Regions from separate parts of the Mustela erminea genome. Here region 2 is linked to region 1. Evidence: chromatin contacts called from public Hi-C data. All regions are on one chromosome and are shown on one strand. Each heading gives the region's core, a stretch centred on a gene start, on an enhancer-like site or on the middle of the called end of the contact. The rest is flanking DNA. Distances are from core to core; before and after follow the strand shown.

Region 1 (5,826 bases), core at 925-3,424:
TAATGCAGAGTTCTATAAGTGCCCACTTTGTTCTCAAACTTGTATTCTAAGGACCTCTGTAAACTCTTAAAAATACATTAAGAACTCCAGAGACCTTTCTTTAATGTGGGTTGTATCCAATATTTACCAAATTTTCAATTAAAACGGAGACTTTTTTAAAGTGTCATTTAATACTAACAATAAAACTATTTATTACATGTCACCAAGGAAAAATAACTACTATAAAAACCCCTTGATTTTATTTCTAGATCTTTTTTCACCTTAGGTATTGTACACAAAGCAATCTAAAAATGAATGGCATTTTCTGGATTTATTTTCCTTCAACAATAAATGAGATCTTCAGGCCAGAGCAACAGTATCACCTTGGGAACTTGTGAGAAATGCAAATCCAGACCTACTGGCCAGATTCTGAAAGGAGTACTCAGAAACTGTGTTTTATCAAGTACTCCAGGTAAACGATGCTCAGTACAATCTGAGAAGCACTTTTTAACACCATATAATGAAAATCTTAAAAAAAAAAAGTATATAGCTATATTTACTCTTAAACCTTCATCATTAGAGTATATATACAGAAAGTACGCACACTGCAGGGGCAGAGCTCAATGCATTTTCACAAAGTGAACCAATCTGTGTAGTAGGGTTCAGATCAAGAAAGAAAACATTACCTGCACCTACCCCTGCCTTCTAACACTATTAATTTCCCTGATTTTAAACTTATGCACATAAAATCATACAGTTAATACCTTTCTTAATTAGGAAGAACCCAGCATAACTCCGAGGGAAATTGGCTGATCAAACATTTGTAACATTAGCCACAATAGGGTGACTGAAAGCCGGAGAAAAAGGGAGGGAGAGCATTCTAAAGCAGAAAAGAGATCTGGGAGGCAGTGTTGGGTTAGAAAAACAGCAGCTGTGGAGTCTGAAGCTGTTTCAAATGGCAATTCCATCATTTGGAGCTATTAGGTAAATTACCTTTTCCAAGCCCCTGGATCTAAGTAATTCCTACTTTGGGAACCTGGAGGAGGATTAAATATTTATGCACATTAAACTCAAAATAGACTAGACACGCAATTAAAAAAATGTTTAAATCTGTTGAAGGCACACAATGGATACTAAGCTGTATGCACTAAATGGGTGAAATCTAGGGATTGCTCTTAATCAGATCATAATTCAACCTTCTGGTCATTAGGGAGAGTTTTCGGAGATCTCCTCCTGTTGGAATTTTGAAGCCACGATGACCTGGCTGACATCATAATCCATTTCTGTTCTCCTAACACATGTTCGATAATTGACTTAATCTAAATCTTCTGATATTTGGGGTCCTATAAAAATGTCACCTAAATCAGATGTGGTGATCGCAGCAGGCATCACCTTATAAAAATATACCACTTTTATAAATATTCTGTGTTGTGTAGGTGAAGATAGCAAATATTTTATAGTATTTTACTCTTATCAAAAGGAATCAAAAAGTAGGAACGAATCATCAAAAACTTGTATTTTATAATCAACTTCACTTTTTCGGGTTCCAAGAGAAACAGTTTTTAAGACAGGACTCCTTTAGTTGGCAAAAACGCACTGACAGAGCTCACTACCAGAGCAGAATTCCCATTTCGCAAACAGGGTCAAAGAAGATTCCAAAAAAGACACGAGCTTCACCATCCGTAGCCTCCACCGCTCGACACACGCAGACACGCACCTCTTCTCCCGAACCCGATCGCTCGCGGCACAGAGGCTGCAAGCGAAAGCCCCGGCAGAACTCAACTTCCAGCCGCATTGGAGGGTATCTCACTTTCCTCTAAATTTAGCGGGGATCTAACTTCCGGAAACGCCCCCAACGCCGTACGGCGCTCCGCCCCCGCAGGAAGCCGCCCACTCGCGAGGTTCCCACGCTCCCGAAGGCAGCGGGAAGCACACGGACTTTGAAGGCACGACTGCGCAAGCGCCCAAGTTCCACGCATGCGCCGCACTTGTGCGCATGCCCAGAGGCGGAGGCCGGAGGGGTCCTGAGAGGGTGGCGGAGGGTGGCGGAGGCCGGCCTGCCCCGCCCCCGCCCTCTGCGCCGGGCTTCCCATCTGCGCGCCCACGGGCAGCTTCCCTTTCCGGGAGGGCAAGTAGCGGCCGCCGGCTTTTTTCTCGCTCTTTTCCGTGGTTTTTGCGGCTCTCCTGGAGCAGGCATGGCCGCTGGGAGACGCAGCGCCGGCCTGCGGCTCTGCGCCACAGGTAAGGGCCGCCCGGGGGCGATGGGAGTGGGGGCGATGGGACGGGCGCGCGCGGGGACCCTCTCCCGGGTGGGGTCGGGCCTGGACGGGTCTCCCGCCAGCTTTCGGAGAGGCTCTGGGATCCTCCGAAATATACCCGGCTTCTGGGTCCTTCCCCTAACGCGGGTGTGCCGGGGACCAGGGCCAGAAAAGGATGCGCCTGTCTTCCGTTTGATTCTCTGCTCGGTGTGGCAGGAAGTTTCAGCGGCGCTGGCTCCATTCACAGGCGTGAAGGCTCCACCAGCCGAGCTGGTGGCCAGACCTTGCTTTGGCTGTAGGTTCTGACTCTTGGCACGCCCGAAGAATTTTTACCCACCGAGGGGTATGGCCAAGGACAGGTCATGATCAGGTCGCCGGACCGTGCGGTGGGAGAAGTGATCAGAGTAGGTGGTGGCCTTCCCCAGCCTCCTCTTGCCCGCGTCGAATGCCCTGGTCCTCACGGTCTTGTGCTCACTTCCTCCGCGGCCTTTTGGTTCCCCCTGTGTGCCGGGCTGTGAGAACTGTTAGTGTTAGAGATGTCGCTCAGTTTTGCTTCTACCTATGAAGTTGAAAAATAAATAAGTAAATAAATAAAACATAGTGTTTTGAATGTGCAGTTGGAGTTTACACAGAGGAGGAGAGAACTACTTCTGGAGAAATAAAGAAGAATGATTTCTGTGTAAAAAAAAAAACAAAAGATGGACTGGAAAAAGGAAAAAAAAATGATGAGAGTGAAATTATGTGGAAAGAGAACCTGTGTGTTTCAGATTTACTAGCCCACACCTTGCGGGTCACAGCCTGGGTGCCTGCAGACTGAATAGGAGAGCAATGGACTACATATGCTTGGGCATTGTTCGTGCCTTGGGATGGATCAGTGATGGATTTTATGGTAGACTGTAAAAAATCAGAAACATTTTATAGATGACTAAGCATGTAGTGTGAAACAGTAAATCAGCACTTACTGTAAACATTTTGTCCTTTTTCCCTTTTTTTCAGTTTTCTTACTCGATATGGCTTTCTGCAAAGGATTTGTAGAAGATTTAGATGAATCGTAAGTATATATGTATTTTAAATGGTATCTTAACTGTTTTAAACTCTGGAGTTCTCTACATATTTCCATGAATCTATTTTAATGATAGAAACCTTAGTGACTGGTGTTCATATGGCACTGATTTTGTTTCAGAAGTTGTCCTGAGTGCTATTATAGATGTACAAAGTGGGGCTGTACTCAGTAGAGTTTACTGACGGTTCTATCTTCTGTTTTATCATTTTTCGTTGTATTTGTTAGCTTTTCTCCTTATATCACGATTGAGTAGGTGCTGGAATTTAGTAATCATACTGTGTATTTGTTTTTATAGTACCATAGCATTAGTCAGAAACTCTTGCTTATAGTAGGTAGGTGGGTGAGGAGTCCTGTTCCAGACAGACCATGATCCTATGTGTGATCTTTCGGGCCTGATCATAGGTAACTGCAAGGCTTTTCCTGGCAGGCCTTGAGGGGAAGCTGCTCTCCCCACAGCAGACTTGGTGCACAGCTAGTGCATTGCAGTCTCTGGAGGGAGTTGTAATCATAGACCCAGGCCCCGAGGCTAGCCAGGCTCACATGCATATCTAGCATGTGCAAGTGGCCTCTTTTGGAGGCCTCCTCCTTGGGGGCCTTAACCTAGACCACTCCTAGGCACCTCTACTGAGACCACCTTATCTAGGGGGTTGGCTGAGACGTTCTTTGCTTGCAGTACTTTTCCACTCCTGTCCCTTTCCCCCTTTCCTCTCCTTCCGTGGGTTCATAAAGAGGCAGAAGCCTTTGGTTCAGTGCCCCTCTGCAGGGAGGTGAATTCTGTCTATGCTGCAACCATCTGACTCTGCTTAGTACTGTTTCACTCGAAAAATGGAACATTGAGGAACTGGTGCCTTTTTTTTTTTTTTTTTCTGTTGGCTTATGTTGTCACAGTAAGTAAATAAAGTCTTGACTATTACTTTCAGTTTGGTTTATTGTCCTAATTAACTACCTCTACACAACAAAATTGGTACAGTAGCAGGGTGGTCATATGAACACAATGCTGTTCTGGAAGAGTCGAATTCCTGAGGATCCCAGGGAGCACTTTACTGGCCATGCTAATGGATATTGGGGAGTGACAGCAGATTCTGAAGGGAACCCTGGTGGGGTTTTTGTTTTTGTTTTTGTTTCGCTTTTGAGATTTTACTCATGCATGTGAGAGACAGAGCATGTGCAAGAGAGAGCATGAGTAGGGGTAGGGCCAGGGGGAGAGGAAAAAGCAGACTCCCCACAGAACTGGGCTCCATCCCGGGACCCTAGGATCATGACCTGAGCTGAAGGCAGACGCTCAACTGTCTGAGCCACTCAGGAACCCCTGAAGGGAACGCTTGCTAACATGGAGGTAATCTTATTAAACTTGGTGTCTTGAGGGCTGTGTCACTATCGACTTCCTCCTTTAGAATGCCCTCACGGTGGTGACTTTTACCTCGGGGGGAGGGAGGTGGCAGAGAAGGAAGGAGTATGTGGGCAGGCACAGATTCCTAAGACCCTCTCTCTCTCAGCTGGATGCTGTGTGAACTTGACAGGTTTGGCCCACCCGTGACAAGTTTCTTGTCAAGGAAGAACGCTGCCCCACTCTCACAGAGGTTGTGGCCTCTGTGAGCTATCTTGGTGATCCCTTGGGTCTCCATGGAGAGACTGGGACACACTGGATAATGAGACTGTTAGGCAGACTCCGATGTCTAGGTCTCTGTTTGCTGCTCCTGCTTCTTACTGGACCCATGTAAGCCTCCTCACCGCATCAGTTCATTCAGTCTGTGACACACTCCAAGCCTTAAGCAAAAAATATCCAGACACAGAAGAAGCAGCCACCACTAAGCCTGCAAAGATTGACCAGCACAAAGAGTGACATAAGCGTGGGAACTGAGCACCCTTTCATGGTCAACCCAGACGTGAGCCTTTCTGGAAAAAAGTCTCTGGGTCTGTTTACTCAATAATGGGGTCTCAAAGGAGGAGAGTGATAGCTCCTTACTGGGCCCCTCGTGGCCAGATGTTAAGTCACGAGGGATCTGATGGGCAGTCCCACTAGGATCAGCATGGTGACAGCCCCTCTAGCACAAATTGTGTCCCCACCAGATGAGTGGAAGAGCCCTAAACATCTACCCAGACCTTGAATAGCTGTTACGTTGAGGTCCCCCTATCCCCAGGGTGGGCTGGACATCCTGTGCCAAGGTCAGCGTTCATTGGGAAAGTGGGGGAGAAATGTACTTCTTGGGCCTTTGGGATACCCGTGCACAAGAGAGTGGGAGCTCGAATTCCCCTTCTGCCAGAGGAGAAGGACACACAAAATGCCTCCAGCTTTGAGTCTGTGATGACCCTCTTGCCCAGGCTTGGCTCAGGGTGAGCACTTTCAAGCCGCTACTACTAAATGTGTTACTGTCATAGCTGTGATGCCTCTGTGTACTCCCAGCCACCCGTGTCCCTACGTGCCAGTGGGAATTGTTCTAATTAGGGCCATTTTAATGGAACATGTGGAAGACTGTAAACCTACTTGGTTGGTATCTCAGTCTTCTGAAAACAATATTGGCTGCC
Region 2 (5,826 bases), core at 2,492-4,991, 930 kb after region 1:
ATGCTAAAGAAAAACAAAGTCACCCCCTGATTGCAATGCCTGCTTTCGGAGCAAGCCCGTGCACTGGGGATCTGTGTGTGGTCAGCTGCTGAATGCACAGCAGTTGCTTCTTGCATATCTTTTCCCCGATTGTCAAGAGTCCACCAGAATAACAGATCATGGACAAATAAGATTTCGGTCAAGGGACTTTACGTAGTGTTTTGGCTTGTATTATTGCTTCCATCTTATCTTCCTGTAAAGCGATATTGTGTTTACCTTATGTTCTAAGGCTCAGGACTTGGAATTTACCTATCTGAAGACAGAAAATTCTTGCAGAAATTCTCCTTAAAATGTTGGCCAACTTCCCAGTCTTAGTTTTCATTTGAATTAAGTCACCCCAAGAAAGCTCCAACTACTGATTGTGTGGTAACAAGCTTCTCAGCACAGTTGGAGTAAAAAAGTATCTGATTCTGCTTAGGACTCAGCAACCGTTTATGACTTTTTCTTCTTCCGCCATAAAATGAAGGTGATAATTCATGTTCAACATTCAACACACACGCAAGACAAAAGTGCTGGGCTCTGGGTTAGGCAATGAGAATTAAAAAAAAAAAAAGAAAGAAAGAAAAGAAATAGGAAAGAAGGAATAGAAGGGAGGGAGGGAAGAAGGAAGAAAAGGGAGGAAGGAAGGCCGGCAGACAAGCAGGCTCCTGCCTTGGGGGATCTAGTCCAGAAAATACCATCTCTGTTTTAAGTAGGCTGGCTGAGGATAGGGCTGGAAGACGTTCAAATAAAGAAAACAAATTTTCATAAATTCTTTGAAATCACGAGCAAAAGTTCACATAGATTTGAGAAACTTTTATATAGTGAGAAATTCCTAGAGTGATAGACTGTACTGTTCTCCACTTATATTAAAATAAGATACCGCTCCAGGATTCTGAATTTAGCAGCTGTTGGCATACGTGTCTCTTGCCACACTCATAAAGGTTTTTAATGTGCAATAACGTAACATATAGCTCATCTCTTCTATGGTTGGGTGTGTTATTTATAATTAACTAACTTTGTAACATCTTCATGTGTGGAAGAAGCAGTATTTGGAGCTATCCATTTTTTTTGTCCACAGGAAACAAGACTGTATTTATTCTGCATAGTGCCATTTACCTATCACCCCTTCTGCCAATGATTTGAATTGTTTAGCAATAGTCCTTATTTATCTCAACACACTCCCAACTGGGAGATGATGCCTGTTCAAAATGAATTAACCTGAAAGCTCATCTGGAAATACTGAGAAGTTAGGTGCATCCTGCTTCAGTGAAGATATGTGGGGTAAAACTGAAAGACCACAATGTCTGTCCCTAATTCATTCACTACAAAGTGGAAATGATCATACTGATGTGAATAAACCTGAAAAAAAATCGGAGGTAAGTTTAACTATTTGCCTAGTAGATGGTAAAGCTCAGAAGAATTCTCCATGATTCACTTTGCCCTGGCATCATGAGGAACTTTGGATCCACAGAATGAAAGAACCCCCACCACATGTTTTGTTCTGAGAAAGGGTCTGCATATTTCCTCACTGTGTTTACTAACACTAATTCCTTGGCAGTTTCCAAAGCTCCTTTATGAAAAAGTTACAGGAATCTCTGCATTTGGGCTCCTCTTTCCCCCAACTCTCATGAGGCTAGAAGCCACACTGGGTCCCCTAAGGGACATCCAGACACTTCTGGAGGAATTTCTGTACTTGGGAATTCAAAGGAGAACCCTTGCTTGAGAATGAACGTCAGCGGCAGAGGGAATGTTCTATGGGAACCCAACTGTTAAAGGTCCAGCTCATCTCAAAAGCACACGCAGTGCTTACAGAGGGATTGAGAAACTGCTAACGACTTGAGGAACTTTGAAGAGAGCGCAGGAGTCAGGTGAAATATTAAGCACAAAACAAATGATCTAAAGACTGAATACAGATACAAATCATAGAGTACTGGAATAATTCATTCTTACTAGGGAAACCTAAGAGGTATTTACAGAGAAATTGAAGCATCTGCGCTGACACAAGATGATGAAAGAACTGAGGTTCGCTGGGCAGAGGATACCACAGGAAACAGAATGGTATAAGCATAGTTACAGGAGGACCAAAGCAAAAGCAAGTTTGGCCATTTGGGTGGGGGGGGGGGGTAGAGTTCCGAAGTTGACAAAGTGGAAGAGTCATGAGGTAAAAGCCACATTTCACCTCCAAGGTAAGTTACTTGAAATGTCTTCTGCTAGTTATGGTCTACCATTCAGTTCTACCAAGAAGTGATCTAAGCAAGGTTGCTCCTTTCTTAACGGACGGATCTGTCCATTTTACCAAAATGGAATGGAGTTGGAGGAAAATGAAGCTATGACCAATCCCCAACCGATGGGCTGTTCGTTTGGGAGGTTTGATGTTTCACTGGATTTCTATGATTACGATATCACTGTGATAGTTGACGTCAGACCCTGTAGGCTCAAGAGGAAGCGGAATTTCAGATTATCTGCGAGAAATTCCCAATGTCCAGTACAACAGGATTCACTGCTGCTCTAGCAAATCCGAACCCTGGAGCTGCACCCCGCCGGCGTCACAGCGACTGAGACGCTGTCTCCCGTTTGTGGGTCTTCACCGAATTTCGCTTCCCATTTCTTTAATGAGAAAAAGATTCCTTCCACTCGTTTGTCCCACACCGTTTCAGATTTATACTGCCAGATAAATGATTTCAATCCATAAAACGGATTATCCTTTTTGCTTTCCTCTGATCTTTAGCATCGGAGCTCTGAAGTCATCCCATATTAACCTGGTGAATCGACGTTGTCTTTCTAAGTGACAGCAACCTCGGCCAAGCTGCCTGTCTTTCCTGCTGTCCTCACCCGCTGCTCGTGCTAAGGGTAATTCCTGACATCCCACAGCGTGACCCCGCCTGTTCCCGCTTCCCCCGGTATTTGTATCACGCCCCGAAACTCTCTCCGCCCCCCGCCCCAGCCCGCCCGTCCGCCCTCGGATGACCAAAGGATAAATATCTGCAGGACCCAGGCAGGTCTTTAGACAACTGCGCTTCTAAATGTCCCCCTCCCCGCCGCAGCCCGCACTCGCGCTGCTGGAGACAGCCACAGACTCGCTTTGGGATCCCGGGATGGGGCGTTTGGCGCGTCCCTGGCCCCGCCCTCCCTCCCGGCTTCCCGAATCGCGGTCTGTCCTCTCCCTACAGCGCCGCGGGCCTAAGGCCCCGCCCACACCTCGTTCCCGCCCCGCCTTCGGCTCGGGTCACAGTCTGTCTCGCTCCCGGGTCCCGAGGCCCCGCCCATGACCCCGCCTCCGTCTTGCTCCCGCCCCGCCTCCGTCTCGCTCCCGCCCCGCCCATCCCTCGCCTCCCCACCCGCCGCCTTCCCGGGCCTGAGGCCCCGCCCCGGCTCCGCCCCCGTCTCGTTCCCGCCCCGCCCCCGGCCCGCATCGCTGTCTCTCGCCCTCCCCGGGCCGCGCGGCCGGAGCTGGCACGGAGGAGCGGCGGCCGCGGCGGCATCGCGGCAGCGTCGCGGCCTGGGGACCCCAGCGCTCCGCTGGACTCAGCGCCCGCGAAAGCGCCCATCGCGCGCGGATCTGCCTTCCGCGGTGCCGGGCTGCCTGGAGCGTCCGGCGATCCCCGAGGGCGGGCGTGTCCTCGCGGCGCGGGGCGGGGGACAAGCGTGGGGCCGCAGCCTGTTGGAGCGCGGGGGGCGGGGGGTGCCGTGCCCCGGGCGCGGGGAGCCCTGCGGGGGGCGGCGCGGCCAGGCTCCCTGTGCGGAGCAGTTTTCTGCAACTCTCCACCTCCTCCTCCCTGGGCCCAGCGCAGCCGGGAGACCCTGTCCACATCTGCGGAAGGTAAGCGGACTTGGCCATTTAGGGGTCGTTGTCCCCAAACCACGGCCAGAGGTCGAGGCTGGGGAGCGAAGGCCGGGAGCGGCACGTTCGTAGGTTCGAGGAGGCGAACGAAAAAAAAAATGCAACAGGCGGGGCGGTTCAGGAAACTCCAGCGTTGATGTTTCCTACGGAGAGGAGACTTGTCCAAGACTGAAACTTGGTGAGGCTCTTCAAACCCGAGGACGGGCAGAGGCGACGCTGCACCTTAGTCTGGGTCTGAGCTCCCTCTGGTGGCCTCTCGTGAGGACGGACGCCGAGGCCGCAGGTGAGGTCGGAGCGCCGCTTGCTTGCTCCCACGCGTGGCCATCATGTCCCCTTTGAGAACCGTGACTGGTCGCGGTAGTTTCCCATACAAGGTGCCTTTTGATCCCATAAAGCGAATCCCTTAACCGGAATCAGAAAAGGTCTTTTCAACCTCTGCTCTTTGTCCCTGAGTTCTTTGCCACCAAATCAACGAGAATGATAGCAGGAATCTCATCTTTGTTTAACCGCCCTTGAATAAAAACACGTTAAAGGAGTCAAGCAAGCCACAGTTAAAATAAATGCTGCAGGAAAGTTGCATTTGTAGCTGCTTGTCATCTGCCGCCATTCATTGTTCTCCTAATCTGTCCATTTAAAAGTGTAAGAAAAAAAAAAGGATCACTTGAGCTAACTTAGATGGTATTCAGTTACAGATTTTATTGTGATTCTAAAATTTTTGTCAAGAGATTGTAGAACATGTAAGTCATCAGTTCATGTCCACTTCCGGCATTTCCGTAGCCTCAGAGAATTTCTTTTTGTTTTTCCTCTAGAAAGGAGTGTCATGAAAAAGGAACAGAAAAGAACCGTCCCTCTTGGTGAATCGGGAGTTTTCTCTCCCAGTTGGTGGCTACTTCATGATTGGAAAAAAAGTACCTAGGTGGCTGAAGAGATTAGATTCTTGTAGTTGTACAGATGAAGCTGATAAAAGAAGACATGAAAATGCTTTCTCTGGGTCGTAATGGGTGATGAGTAAGTAAGCCTGAACAAGACAGATTTGGAATGAGGGCAGAAATTTTGATTTTTTATAGCCAAGTAGGACTTTGAACACTTGTTGAGGATGTTCTTTTCCCAAAAATGGAAGAAGAAAAAATTTTCAAAGCAAAAGTGTAAAAAGTGGAAGGAGATAACAACCAAGTCGACTTCAAGAATTTCAGTACATCATGAGCTCCTTTGGGCAAACTGGCACAAGCATCGTACATGTGGGTGACTTTTATAACTAGAGATGGTTTCCTACCCTAGGAACAACTTTTTAATTCAGATTCTGGAGTGTTTACTCTTTTTCTTTTCTTTTTTTTTTTTTTTAATACTGTGTGTTTTGACTCTTCATGTTAGATAGATTTGTGTAAATGAAGTAAATCCTGAATTTCTAGTATGTTTGACTATACCACTGTTTGCTATGTGATACAGAAACATTATACAGGTTTTAACATTCCTTGAAGTTTTATTGGAAGCAGATCTGTGTCAGGGACACAGACAGTATAAGTTTTCTCTTTTTGGCAACTCAGCTTGCTTTGAATGAACCGAGCGTCAGCTGGATTTCACAGTACATATGATTTATAGTCTTTGTGTTAAAGGCCTTAAATGTATGTTTTATTCCAGGCAGAGGGAAATACATTGAGCACTGTTTTTGACATGTATGCCTAAGGAAGGAGCTCCCCGATGGATCATGGCGTTAATGTTTACAGGACATTTCTTGTTTTTAGCATTAGTGATGTTTGCTTTCTCTACTTTTGAGGAATCTGTGAGCAATTACTCTGACTGGGCAGTTTTCACAGATGATATAGATCAGTTTAAGACACAGAAAGTGCAAGATTTCGAACCCCATCAAAAGCTGAAAAAAAGTGTGCTTCATCCAAGTTTGTATTTCGATGCTGGAGAAATCCAGGCAATGAGACAGAAGTCCCGTACAAGCCATTTGCATCTCT

Evidence for each region. A called contact is a pair of places that touch in the nucleus more often than the background predicts.
Region 2: a Hi-C map of fibroblasts shows a contact between it and region 1, with 4 times the contacts expected there. The contact joins the promoter of DSEL here to the promoter of TMX3 in region 1. A contact is called at or near these places in 3 of 3 Hi-C or Micro-C datasets (fibroblasts, skeletal muscle and spleen).

Annotation. Positions count from the first base shown.
Region 1 is chr13:8,759,409-8,765,234 of mMusErm1.Pri, forward strand. TMX3 (protein disulfide-isomerase TMX3) reads left to right here and starts at 2,175. Exons shown (of 16, transcript XM_032311204.1): 1 at 2,175-2,220; 2 at 3,234-3,288. The coding sequence starts at 2,175. LOC116572315 (neural Wiskott-Aldrich syndrome protein-like) reads right to left here and starts at 2,524. Exons shown (of 5, transcript XR_004278221.1): 1 at 1,697-2,524.
Region 2 is chr13:9,686,842-9,692,667 of mMusErm1.Pri, forward strand. DSEL (dermatan-sulfate epimerase-like protein) reads left to right here and starts at 3,742. Exons shown (of 3, transcript XM_032310350.1): 1 at 3,742-3,841; 2 at 4,672-5,826. The coding sequence starts at 5,538.